2 separate regions of the Ovis aries genome follow, and region 1 is linked to region 2. The links are chromatin contacts, called in public Hi-C maps. All regions are on one chromosome and are shown on one strand. The core of a region is the stretch at or near the end of the contact, and the rest is flanking DNA. Distances in the headings are between cores, read along the strand shown.

What was found. A called contact is a pair of places that touch in the nucleus more often than the background predicts.
Region 1: a Hi-C map of skin fibroblasts shows a contact between it and region 2, with 1.7 times the contacts expected there. The contact joins the promoter of OSR1 here to the enhancer-like site in region 2. A contact is called at or near these places in 2 of 16 Hi-C or Micro-C datasets (skin fibroblasts and tail adipose tissue).

The regions. Positions count from the first base shown.
Region 1 is chr3:27,293,752-27,300,500 of ARS-UI_Ramb_v3.0, reverse strand. OSR1 (odd-skipped related transcription factor 1) reads left to right here and starts at 4,455. Exons shown (of 3, transcript XM_004005704.4): 1 at 4,455-4,741.
Region 2 is chr3:26,941,394-26,947,725 of ARS-UI_Ramb_v3.0, reverse strand. No RefSeq gene overlaps it. Among named protein-coding and RNA genes, the nearest start is that of TRNAW-CCA, 280 kb to the right of the region's middle. Within about 2 kb of position 3,910, at least 12 of the 54 cell types and tissues checked have an H3K27ac peak or open chromatin away from gene starts, as enhancers often do. A contact at or near this core is called in tail adipose tissue, where this site is marked.

The DNA of each region.
Region 1 (6,749 bases), core at 3,206-5,705, 350 kb before region 2:
TCCGCAGGGCTTCCCCCTGACTATACGCGATTCAGTTAAGAACTTTTGTTCTTCAACTACAGTTTGGTTAGACACTGCGTCGCTTCTAATACATTTATTTTCACCTTCGGATAAAAGGAAAATTCTATAATCTTAGATACGTCGAAAATAATTCTGACAACTCATACTTGTACAAAAAGTGAAAAACAAACAAACTCCACAATGTAAGCTCACATTTAACATCTGATTTTCCCCAATTTAAGGAGTGATTTTCATTCCATTTTCCAGGGCTAATCTGGGAGTTCATGCAATTCCACATGAATATTCGTGCTTCGTACATCTTCTCATAATAAACCAAGGGTAGATGTATGCATGCCAGAATCGATTTAGTAAGGTGACAAATAGTAACAAGATACTTATGTGCTCATAAAGCGCTTAGGAAACGGGAAACTGCCTGGAAAAACAGTTCAGTTTCCCTTTCAGTTTTGATACCGTAACTTGTCTGTCGCTGTCACAGTAAACACCAGCTCGTGGGTTCACCTGTGATCTATTCTCCTTAAGACCCTGGAGTTGCTTGTACCTTATCAGAGCGTGTTATCTGCCCAAGTGTGCGTGGAAGTCCTGTTGCCTACCTCCCCGTGCTTAAATACTCCCCCCCCCCCACCCCCGCAAAGCTGGATTTTGACCTGATTGATCATAATGGTTCCAGAGGAACTATTGAGCCATTACAATCCATCATCTCAATGATTACAGAGGGATCCCTAAATCTCCTGGTTATTTGAAAGCTCTGTACACGCTTAAAGGGGGGTCAAATGAGCAGACCCCCAATCGTCCACAAAGTAGTTACAGGAAAGCTTGCGTTGGAAGCAAAAGCTCGCAATTACTAAGCAAATTCCTTTTTTTTTTTTAAAGAGGTCATTTTTGTGTGGTTGAGAAGTGAGGAGAGGTGGGGTTCATTTTTTTTATCCAATCCCTCCCCCCAAAGCAAAATAAGCGACCTTCTCGTTAATTTTCTGGAAGCTGCTCAATTTTCACTTTGAAGACAGGCTGGCGCACTTTCCTTCCTAGTGAGCAGGAGTCGGGAGAGGGTCTGAGGTTGGGGCGGGGGTGGGGGGGGGGCGGTGGTCTGGCAGAGGCTGTCACCACCCCCTTTTACGCCCAGGATTGGCGCGGCGAGGGCTCACTTCGGAACGCGGCGCAGGGCGATCCACGACCCGTTGCCACGTGCCGGCTTGGGTATCGCTCTCTGCTGGACCCCATCGGCACAGGCAGAGAGAAGTCGGAGCTGAGCTGGAGGCCCGGTTGTTACTGTGGGGCCATTTCCCCAAGGCTTGCTGCGTCCCAGACTCGGGTGTCCGCGGTTGCGCGGGGCTGGCGGTGGGTGGGTGAACCAGAAACAAGCAGTGGCGGCGGAATTTGAACCTGGTCTGGTTCCGGGATGGAGCCCGCGGGCTCTAAGCGTGTAGAGGCTGCAGCCACGGCGGGGCACCTTGCGCGGGACGCCCCGGAATGGCTTGGGCGTCTAGAGACGAGTTTCTCCACCTTCACTGGCCCCCGGGGGGCCATAGAGTGGTTGAGTCCCGTTCGAATACCGAGGACGTTGACTACACTGGAACCATGATGTCCTTGCGAGTTTTAAACGAATCTTAGTTGAAAAGCAAGTTACCTGGTAGCCCTTTTCTCCTCAATATACCCACACTGCAGTCCAGACACCTCGAGGGTACCTAGACTCAGCTTAGTCTGATCAATTTCTCTTAATAGGGGGAAATTCTCTTAATTGTTCCCATGGCACAGAGAGGTGAGGGGTTCTTAACTTCCCGGGTTTCTTCCTTCCAACCAGAGGGAACTAGAATCTGGTTGGTCTCCACTGAGTACTGAAGCCAGGGTTTTTGGGAGTCATCCACTTGGGAGCTTGGCTTGAGATGGGGGACTCTCCAGCAACTATCAAATCTTGAATTTCGTTATTCTAGCTTTCTGGGGCTGTTCACAGTCCAAGACCTAGAAAGAATGTCGTTGAAGCCAGGTGTCTGAAACAGAGACAAGGCTGGGCAATGCCAATGTCCCGCATCTCTCTCGTCTTGTCCTACCTTGCAGATCAGCTCCGGAGGAGGCAGCTTGAGAGGCAAAGCCTGAGATGCTCAGCTAAGAGAGACAGCTCTAGCCTTGCAGCCCCATCTTGCTCCATACCAGCTATTAGTTACAGGGTTTGACCTGAGTGGGGATCAATTTTCCAGATAACCTGGCAAAAGCAGTATTAAACAACCGAGTTACAAGGCCCTTTCTTTAGGATCCCTAAAAACTTTCTCCAAGAGTTCTTTAGGGATTCTACTACCTGGAGATTTCTAGAAGTCTTTGAGTCATGTTGGCCAGGGACCCTGGTTCAGAAGAAAGAGGCAAGTGGAAAGATGGAGTCAGCACAGTTGCACTGGGTGGAGTTCTGAGCAAGAGATGGGGTTTGTACATGCCAGGAGGCTCCTTCCATCCTACCCAAACATCCTCTTCCTGGGAGACATTTTCTAAGTGGTCTGGACAGTCAGATGCCTCATTGTGGAGGCCTCTTTGGATTCTTTCACTGCTGAATAGTTGGAGGAGACCCTGGTTTTACCCTCAGTCCTTCAGAAAGAGCCTGGCCTCCAGCCCTTGGTAGCTTTGACCTGGGCAGGTAGGAGGGCAAATGGGTGCCCTCCTCCCGAACCCAAGGCGGGCTGTTCCAAAGAGGTGGCAGGGAGGGAACTGGGCTGGGGTCAGCTGGAGGTCAGCTCTTGGAGCCAGGCAGTCAAGGGGTTAGTGGTACTCTCCCTAAAGCAATAGATGGTGCTAAGCTTTGTCTCCTAGGACACCCTGAGACTAGGGCACACAGTTTCCCTGGCCCAAGGTGGAAGCTGGTACAATCCAGGAATGCCCTGCTGGACTTTCCCTCCAGGCCTTCCTTTGCTCCTGGAATTTGCTGCCTTGGAATCTCAAGGAAGGGAGTGATCTCAGCTCCTTCTGTTCCCAAGGGGCCTCCCAAGGGCCAGAATGTCACCCCAGGCTAGGATTTTTTCAGCTGCACAGGCAAACTTACATGGGTTCCTTACTCTAACACTAACCTGGAGGGGGTAAGTACAGTCTCCCTTATGGCAAAGACTGCACCCATTTGCCCTCCTACCTGCCCAGGTCAAAGCTACCAAGGGCTGGAGGCCAGGCTCTTTCTGAAGGACTGAGGGTAAAACCAGGGTCTCCTCCAACTATTCATTATGGGGGGCATTTCCACGACCATTTTCCTAGGTCAGGAAACCAAGACTCCTTTAAAAAGAAAGCCAATGCAGACTTGCAGACCAAAGTTGGAAAGGTCTCCAGAGACACAGTGCCCCTATGCAAGAGACCCACAGAAGCCAGGTCCAGTCTCCAGGGCTAGGGGAGAGGGGTCATTAAGCAGCAGCCTTGGGGGCAAACCCCACGAGTACAGAGGTGCGAATCTGGATCCACCCAAGCCTGGGAGACCAGCCCCTCCTCCCGAACCCAAGGCGGGCTGTTCCAAAGAGGTGGCAGGGAGGGAACTGGGCTGGGGTCAGCTGGAGGTCAGCTCTTGGAGCCAGGCAGTCAAGGGGTTAGTGGTACTCTCCCTAAAGCATAAGCAGTGAAGACAGAATTTCTGGCAGTCAGAACCCTGACCCTTGCTCTCATCCCAAACTCCACTTGAATCAGCCTCTTGGACTCAAAGACCCTAGAGCTGAAGAACTTTGCAGCTTGCATCGCGGCTCTGTGGTACTTAACTCTCCAATCTCTCATCCATCCTTCTAAAACAAAAGAATACAGGATTTTAGAGGGCATGAATCTCAGAAGGTTTTTGGGTCCTAGGAAAATAACTATCTTGACTTCTTGCCCCATCCTCCGCCTCTAATCTTTCTAGCGAACTCGGTAACCCAGGGTTTGGGGCCAGTCATAGGCATTGGAGTCTGGGTGACCGCCCTGGCGCTGAGCATTCTCGGATGTCCTGAAGCTGTTCGGTTCCAGAGGTATTCTGGGACAAGACAGGCTATTCGGCGGGGCCGAGGTATGTCGGGGCCCAAACTAAGGCGCCAGGATCCCGACGCACCGCCCCCCTGCCCCCGCCTACCCCGACCTTGCACGGGCTGTGTCCTAGGCGCGCAGGAAGGGGACAGAGAAGTTTCAGCCCAGTTTCATATGGAAGAGGCTGTTTTATTCGAGCTCGCCTGCCGGAACCTCGTGGGCCTAACACGCAGAAAGGGTCGCACAGATCTGAAGAACCGGGGACGCAGGTCCCGGGAGGTCGGGGCCAGGCGAGCGCCGCAGTCCCAGTCTGCTGCCCGGGTCAGCAAAACTTTGTGTCTCAGTGCGCAGGCGCAGGGAAGGATGGTAGCGGGGAGGGGGCAGGGGAGGGAGGGGAGGAATCCTGAGGCTAGGGGAGCGGGGAGGGGGGAAGGAGGGAGGGTGGTGGATTAAAATAAGTAGGCGGCTCGGTGCTAAGGGGTAAGTGAGTCGGAGCTCGGTCTCTCCCCAGCGCTTTCTCAGCCGCTCCGGGTTCAGACCCAACCAAGGAACCGCGAGAGAAGTTCACCACCCCCTGGGCGGACAGGACTCCAGGGCCGCTGAGCGCTCCCGCGTGTAGGGCGCTCGGAGTCCCCGCGGCCGCCGGAGAGGGGCCGGGACTCTTGAGCTCCGCGGGTGCCTGTGGAAATCCAGCGCCTCTGGCTATCCGGGTGCCCCCGCAGCGGGAGCCCCAGAGACGCGCTCAACTCCGGGACCGCCGCGGAATAAGGTAACTGCAGCCCTGGGCTCCCGGGCTTGGCGAGGGGAATGCGGGCAGGATCCCCGGGGTCCCCTTGTCACCGCTCGGCGGGTGTCTCTTCTCTCTCCAAGTCCCGGGAAGAAGCTCCTCTTAACAAATGAAGACTGCTGGACCTCTGTGAAAGTGAGAGCAGCTGCAGTCCTGGGTGCTTGGGGGTGCTGGCTCAGGAATTTCTCGTGCGGGGGTCCTCGGCCTCTGACCTGGGGGAATGAAGGGGCGGGTCGCCGTTACTACCCCCAGCGCCGCCGGGCTTCGCGGAATCCCGGGCGAGGTGCCCGCGGACTTCGGAAGTCAGCTTGTGGCCGAAGCTGACTTAAGAAACCGAAGCAACTTGTGTGGGCACAAACTTTCCCAAGACGCGCGCCTAGCTCAATCTGACCTACCTTAGCTGAAGAAGGAGGAAAAGAGAGTGGCCGGACGGCCACGGCCGCCCGCGCCAAGGACAGGTGCACGCCCCCACCGGGTCGCGCTCCCTTGAGCTGGTCTTTTTGCAGAGTTGCGATCAGGTACGCGGCCGGCCCCACCCGGGAGTGCCGCCCGCGTGCCTGACCCCGCGTCGCATTTGCGCTCCGACTAAGGGGTGTTGTCTGTTCGGTGACTGCTCTTGTGGTCGAGGCCTGGAGAGTAACCCGCGACTGACCCGGTAAAGGGGAGTATGTAGGGGGCGCGAGCACTACTCCCCAATCAGAGACCCGGCACGCCGCGGTAGGGGAAACACTGCAGCTGCGGATGTTCTCAGTTTCAGGCTTGAAAGGGCAAGATTCGTTTGCTCCCGGGACTGTCTCCCTTCAGGGTGGGAGCCGGAGGAGAGAGGGAAAGAGGTGACGGGCTGCCGGCTGAACTCATTTCTCCCAGGAAATTTCTCTCGTAAGAGGAATGAAAACCCACAGCCAGTCCTTTTTCAGCAGCTCGGCCAGTCGCGGGGTAGGTTCTTGGAGTATAGAGGAGCTGCGACAGTTTCTTTGTTGCCACAATTTGGTAAATTTCACCCGGGCTAAGAGCTGCGCGCTGGCTCTTGGGAACAGAAACCACGTGCAAGGCTAGTTAATCTCCCAGGTTCATGGCCTCCTAGAGAAGAGAGAGGCTGGCAAGGACGCGGGGTGGGGGAGGCGGGAGGAACGGATGGAGGGCGACCAGTGAGTAAATGTTCTATATGAGGATCCTCAAAGTAATTGCGATTTTAGTAAGACTGGGGAGCAGATCACTAAGGACGCAGCCTGGCATTTAGATGCAGGGGGATGGCCGCCTACCTGAAGGGTTCATTCGATCTCGTTCGTTGGGAGAATTAAACAGAAGTGTCCGGCGCCGGTCAGTCCTCTCTCCAGGAGTCCGCACGCGTGTTGGGGATTCGGTGTCAAGGATGATTTTTCCGGGGCTGATGCTGGGCTCCTCCAGGCACTCGCTCGTGGAGCTCGCTCCGTCCTCATTAATGCAAGCAGTTAACTCGCTCACGCTCAATTAGCCCCGAATAAACCACTTTAATAGACTCTTGCACACTTCATTAATGCCCGGCATAGGGCTGGCGGCAGAACCGGGATTGGCGCTCTACCGCACGAGAGAAACTGTGTCTGAACCGCGCGGGGACACAGGCTGGGAAGCGCTAATGGCGTTTGATGCGCGTAGTCGGCACCCTTACCCGCGCCTCCCAGGTTCCGGGGTCCTAGCTCCTTGCAGAGCGGATGCCTGGCCTGGAACCTGGGGAGAGGGGTTTCCTCTCTTAAGGATCTAAAGCAGTTCACACGGGGGGTCTGGGGTCAGGGCCCGGAGAGCCACTGGGGCTGGGGGTTTGCTCATCTCCCGCAGCAAAGGCAGAGTGAGACTTATGTTTTCCTCTTAGCGGGCCGCCTGAAACCGGATCGTGAATTCGGCCCATTCTTGGTACTTTACTAGTGTAGAGAGCCACGTTTCGAACGAATTTCGTCCCCGAGAAAAGAGCCTGGGGAGCCCTTCCTTGGGAATGCGGCAGAAAATAAACTGG
Region 2 (6,332 bases), core at 2,661-5,160:
TTGGAAATCCCAAGGATGGAGGAGCTTGGCAGGTTACAGTCCACGGGGTTGCAAAGAGTCAGACAGGACTGAGCATGCACACGCATTAAATAGTTTTGGGTTTCTGTTGAGTTTGTTGTGTAATTCTCTCGGTAACTCCTTGATGTGTATTTGTTATTCCTGTTTAACTGATCAAGCAATTGAGGCTAAGAGAAATAAAGAAAAAGGCTAATGGCCTCAGAGTCAGCAGGTGGTTGAGCAGGAATTAGAACCCCAGGCTGTCCACTGCAAAACCAATGTGATTTCCTCCTTACCTCGTCATTTAAAAGGCTCTATCACCATGATCCTTGGAGTTAAACCAGCAAATCTTCCCAAAACTTCCAAATGAGAAGACTCTGAGTCCCTCCTTATTCTGAAAAATGCTGAGTGGGACAGTGCTTGTGCTTAGCATATGAACAACTCCTATAGATCCAGAGCTGTCTTTCCCCAAAGCCCTCAGAATGTCAGTGCATCTGGAACCCTTCACAGGAACTTGGGCTGCTTATGGGAACCTGCTGTAAGAGTAGAAAAGGAAGAAGGACTCGGGGATTAGAATCAAAAGAATTTGCCCACATTCTCACTTACATGCTAGTTAGAGTTAAAGGGGAATAACATGCACTCCTAAGTGTTACTGAGGGAATTATGGCCATGGTTATCAAATAACTAAACAAAATCTGGTACACAGGAAGTGCTCACTATATAGAAGCTATTTCCTACTATAGAGGAGAATGCAGGCAGGTTGCTGGATTTATTGGATCATTCTCTCTGCATCTGCGAGATTCCAAGGGAGCTGATGTAACCAGGGACATGGCCTAGTTAGTTCTAGGAAAACCTACAAAGAAACTTAACTTTTCCCTTAAACTTTAGCAGAGCTAAGAGGACCAACTCTTCCAAAGTTTGAAGAAGAGCAAAAGGCTGAATTCAGGTTCTAGTTGTCATGCAGACAAGTAGAATCTCCTTACCACACGTCTTCCAGTACATATGTGCACAGAGGTGTATGGTGCTGATGAATGCACACACTCAAGGACTCACGTGTACACACTGATGTATACACACGAAAAGCCTCTCCCACTTTAAGCCTGAGCACCCTCCTTGATCCCTGCACCCTGTTCTTAAGCCCCTGGGCTGTGCTGAAGGAGAAGAAACTGCTGTTTCAAGCTTGTTGAAGTCTAATTCATCAAAATAGTTCAGGTTACCCCCTGCAGCACTTTACAAGGCATTTTAAGCATTTTTTCATGGGGTTGGGAAATCATGTTTCACCAGTAATAAACAGAGTAGAAAGAGCCGAACCCCCAAAGATTAGAGCTCAGTTTCAAACTCAGAATTGAGGCAGGCAGAGTGGGTCGGTCCTATCACAGAAAATCACCAACTCCCTTTCCTCAGCAGAGCAAGACATACTCTGGAAGAAAGAGCAGAGACTAAAACTCAAGCACAGCAGTTTCTAATATTTTTCCCCTTGATTTTTCTTAATTAATGTTGACTAGCTTAACGAAGCAATTAAAGGGCTTATTTGCTTTTTAAATCACATGTGAAATTTAAGAAACCTTGAAATAGAAGAAATATTTGTCCCCAAGATCTTATCCCACCAGGAATATCAGTTTGAGTGTTCTCCGACCTCTGGAGACTGAGGACAATTGGCCCTACTCTCCAAATAAGCCCAAGCAAAATGGACATGGCAGGAGCTAACTGTGCATGGAGAAATCCCTTAAGGTAAAGGGCTGTTTCGTCAGTGTACTTCGAAGACTTCCACTGAAAACAACAATAATAGTTAGTTTTCAATAATAACTTGAACAATAATATATGAATAATGATATCCTTCATTTATTAAGGACTGATGTGCTGGCAGTTAAGTTGTATATTATTCATACATTATTAGTATTTTAATCCAAGTCCATAAGTTCCCTTCCCTCTTTCTAACACAGTAAGAAAATAGGGACTCCGGGAGGTTAATTGGCATGGTCAGGTTCCCACACCTGGCGTGGCCTGGATTTAAGCTTTTTTACTCTGAGACACATGGTCTTTTCATGATATTTTACTGTCCATGTTTGTGACAATTCTTAACCACAAGAACTGTGACCTGAGCAGCACCAGAGTATTATTAAATAATTGCATTTGTGTCTGTATACTTATATTTCAGTTAACGTAATAGCATGTATAAACAATGCTATTAAAATTTGCTTTTTTAAATTTCAGCAATCATATAATAAAATTGTATTATAACATAATATACATTATATGACATATAATATACTAGTAATATAATTATTGTTTTGTCATTTTATATCTTAAATTATTTATTTAAGCTGATAAAATTACATATAAGTATATAAATTATATAAATATAAACAATATGTATTAATATAATATATAAAACATGATACTTGATATAGGGCACATAGACAAAATAGACTCATTATAAAAACCATAATATAATGCTATATAATGATCTATAAAGCATATATATATGATATATGTAATATTTACATAAATATAATACATAATATATAATATGTGGGAATTATATTTTAAGCAAGAATATAAAATTATATTTAACATTTTCATATAACGATAGAGATTAATAATTGTTGAATAAGTAGACATTAATACTTACAGGGTAATATTCCATATCAATATAGTGATAAATGAATTTTATTATTAAATAATCTAATTAATAAATCATTAATAAGTTGGGATATCCATAGTCTATGTAGGCACCTCTAGCTATGGCAAGTTCATATATATTGCCTATCATATTCTAGAATCAGTGCTAGGCACTTATATCACCTCTGATAACCCTTACAACAAGCCAGCAAGGTAGATGCCAACAGTGGAAAATAAATTGAGGTTCAGATGAGTTAAATGTTCTGTTTTGTTTTACCTTCCAAGACACAGAGCTAGTAGAAGAGCCTTACGTAAGCCTGATGTTGTCTGATTCCATATCATACGGTCTTTGTACCCTACCAGGGGAGATAAGTAGCTGGAGAAAAGAGAGTGACAAAACAAAGGAAGGGAAAGGAAATTGTATCTTGATGCCTGCCCAGTCCTTACAGTGGAGAACAGTACGGCATATAGTAAATTCCGCTGATGCAATCAGAAAGCAAAAGAAGCTGACTCTGGCTCCAATCCAGCCATTCCTTCAGCCACTTGCTAAGGATTTAGGGTTGTTCCCCAGGGTACTGATGGGCAGGGAAAGACATGGGGTGGCAGCTCATGGCCATATCCTGATGCTGGCACGTGCAGGCTGGTTGTCAGGCCCCGCCCAGCACGGCACCCTTGTGATCAGAGTCTGCACACTCAGTGGCACACCCTTGGCCTCCATCTATTTTTCCCACTTCTGGGATTGCAGCCTACATACTTGGCATTGGAAAGCTTGGCAGCTTTCAGGCAGATTGGGAGGACATCCCAGATGGGCACTGGATCAACAGTGCCAACAGGAGGAAAAAAACATGTGAGCTCAGGGAGATTTCTTAACTATTTACCAAATAGGGGGAATTGTTTATTTTCCTCATATCTCCCAGAGAGTCCATTTATGAGCTCCATTTACGACTTCAAACAGGCAAGTTGGCAGACACATGGCAGTGAAGATAAGAAGATGACTAATTAATGGTCTTGCAACAGGTTTCAGCACCCAGACCTACAACTACTTATATTTTTTTTTTTTCGTAACCACTAACATTTATTTTCAAATACAAACATGCTTTTAAGTATTTTTGTTAATACGGCTAATAGTTTTATCTTGTTCCTGGCACTATTTCCTCTTCTTGATAGGGTTATAAATAGGGTATTCCACTTGGCATGGATCTTGTTCATGGCATTGAAGAGATGGTTCTATACTTACTGTAGCAAAACAGCACATAGTTGGCATACTTTCTTCTAAACTCTCCTAACATTTACACTGCCATCTGCATACTTTTCAGTTGACTTCACTCTGAAAATTGCCTGTTCCTCTGATACATACCAGAGACTTGGCTACTTGGACATTTGGAAAAAAAAGAAAAGCAAAGAGCAGAACATGAACGAGCATTCTTCCCATTTCTGCTCCCAGGCATTCAATACTTGCAATAGTCATTTGTAAGAACCATTTACAGAAGAAGTCATTTAAAGAAGTCATTTGTAAGTGGCTTCTCTTATGGTCAGTTTCAATTTTAAGATCTCAGGATTCTGTGACAGCTTTAACTAGCACATTGCTATTGATGACTTCACTGTTTTCCTTAGGTTTATATAAGTGCCTGAATTCAGGTAAATGCATAGCAAAAGCCAAGATTCCTATCACAGATTTTTTTTATAAGGAAACTCAAACAATAAAATCATAACTGAGGATTCAGAGCTAAAATCCTTCCACAAATTCTGCTGCTGCTATTTCAAAGATACTGTACAGTTTGGGTGAGATTAAGATGGCAGAAAATAGTACCTCTGGAAGTTTGAAGATTTTCATTGCTGTGAGCAAAGAAGGCCTTGGAGTACATATTTCCAGAATTCTATCTCCGAGATACTCCAGTGGCTGTTAAGCTGATATTCCTTTCCCCTTAAGGTCTAAAAAAGGCAAGGGGGTGGTTTTGGCCATAGTCTTAGCCTCTCCGAAGTCTCTGAGTCCATCTCTTTCCTTCAGTCAGAAAGTATCTCTCTCCCCCTGGGGTAAACGTATAACTCTGTGATAGCCTCAGTTTATCATCCAAGGCCCCTTTGAACTGCCCTATCCAAAATGGTGGTCTCTAGTCGCATGTGGATTTTACATTAAAAATAAGAGTAAATGAGACAAAATTTCAGTTTCATAGTCACATCCACCACTTTTCAATAGTATTCAATAGCTGCATTTGGCCCATGATTAGTCACGGCCAATGCTCGTTAGAAAACATTTCCCTGATCTCCAAGCTGATCTAAAGCCCGGTTAAACCCTTGTTTGCTAGGCTTTTCTCCCCATGGTCCTGCTCATCCAAGCAACCCTCCGATAAATTGAATATTCATTGTTTTCTGCAAATGTCTTGAACTTAACCAACATTGTCTTTGCTATTACCAAAGCTTGGGGTGCTCTCTGAGAATTTTGCTGTCTTTCAGACTTACAAGCAAGGTATCATTTTCCTTTTTCAATCTTCCCAATTAGAGTTCTGCCTTCTCTGAAACCCCAGACCACACACCACTCCTTATGCATGGCACTACATAATCATGCTCATTCTCTACCAGGTTACACTTTTTTTAAAAAAAACAGCAGAGGTGGTATGGGCATCCTTGTTTTTTATTTAATGCCCTCTTGTTTTTGTTATTTATGAGTTTATTTTTATCTAAAATCTGGAGACATTCATGAGGAAAGATACATGTGGTGACTAAGTTGGAAGGAAAAAGTGAAGAAACATGGTTATGTTAACAGTGTGGAAATATACATATGTCAAAAGTATGAAAGAAGGAGGATGGGGTTGCTGCCCTATGAATATACTAGACAAAAGTCCTATAATTAAAGTCTGATTCTGCCCCTTAGTCTTAAAGATCTGAGTGTAATAATTATCCTCATTAAACCTCAGAGTTTTCTGGGTTTTTTTTTTTCTTTTTTCATCTAGAGAATAGAAATAGTAATGCTATTAATAGTAATGTACAGGTTTCGTACATATCACTTGAGAGATAATATATGTAAAAGTGTGACTTTAAAACAAAAAGCCAGAATTCTCATATAAATGTGAGGTGTCATGTTAACAGCAAGCTTCCAGAGAAGAAGGATATGGAATCCGAAGAAACATATGTTGCCTGGGCCCCCTCACAAACCTGCTTCACTCTGACAAAGCCCAGTCTACTGATAAGGTTCCAGTAGGCTTTTTGTGAGTTATCCACAGGGTTCTCTTTTTATCTCACAGACATATTTATATATCTATAAGTATCTATAATTTTTTTTTTTATTCCACACTCCTTGGGATGTAGTTATGGCTGTTTGAATGTTTACTTTTCAGACATTCCTTTTCCCTTTGAAGAAATCCACAAAAGAGAGAGAAAAATGCTGACAAGTTTTCAAAGTCATGATTTATAGGAATGATTTCTGAAAAGCAAGTGGACAACATCCGAGTTCATCATCAAATAATATTTCTTAAGCACCCTCTAGTGTCTGGCCCTAAGCCAGATGATTCAATGCCTGGAGAGGCTGCAAACTTTTTTTTTTTTTTAAAGAAAAATGAACGCTCACACTGACTCCTGAGAAGCAAGTCTGAACCATTTAGGATGGTGGTGGTTTAGTTGCTATATTGTGTCTGACTCTTGCAACCCATGGACTGTAGCCCACCAGACTCCTCTTTCCATGGGATTTCCCAGGCAAGAATACCGGTTGCCATTTC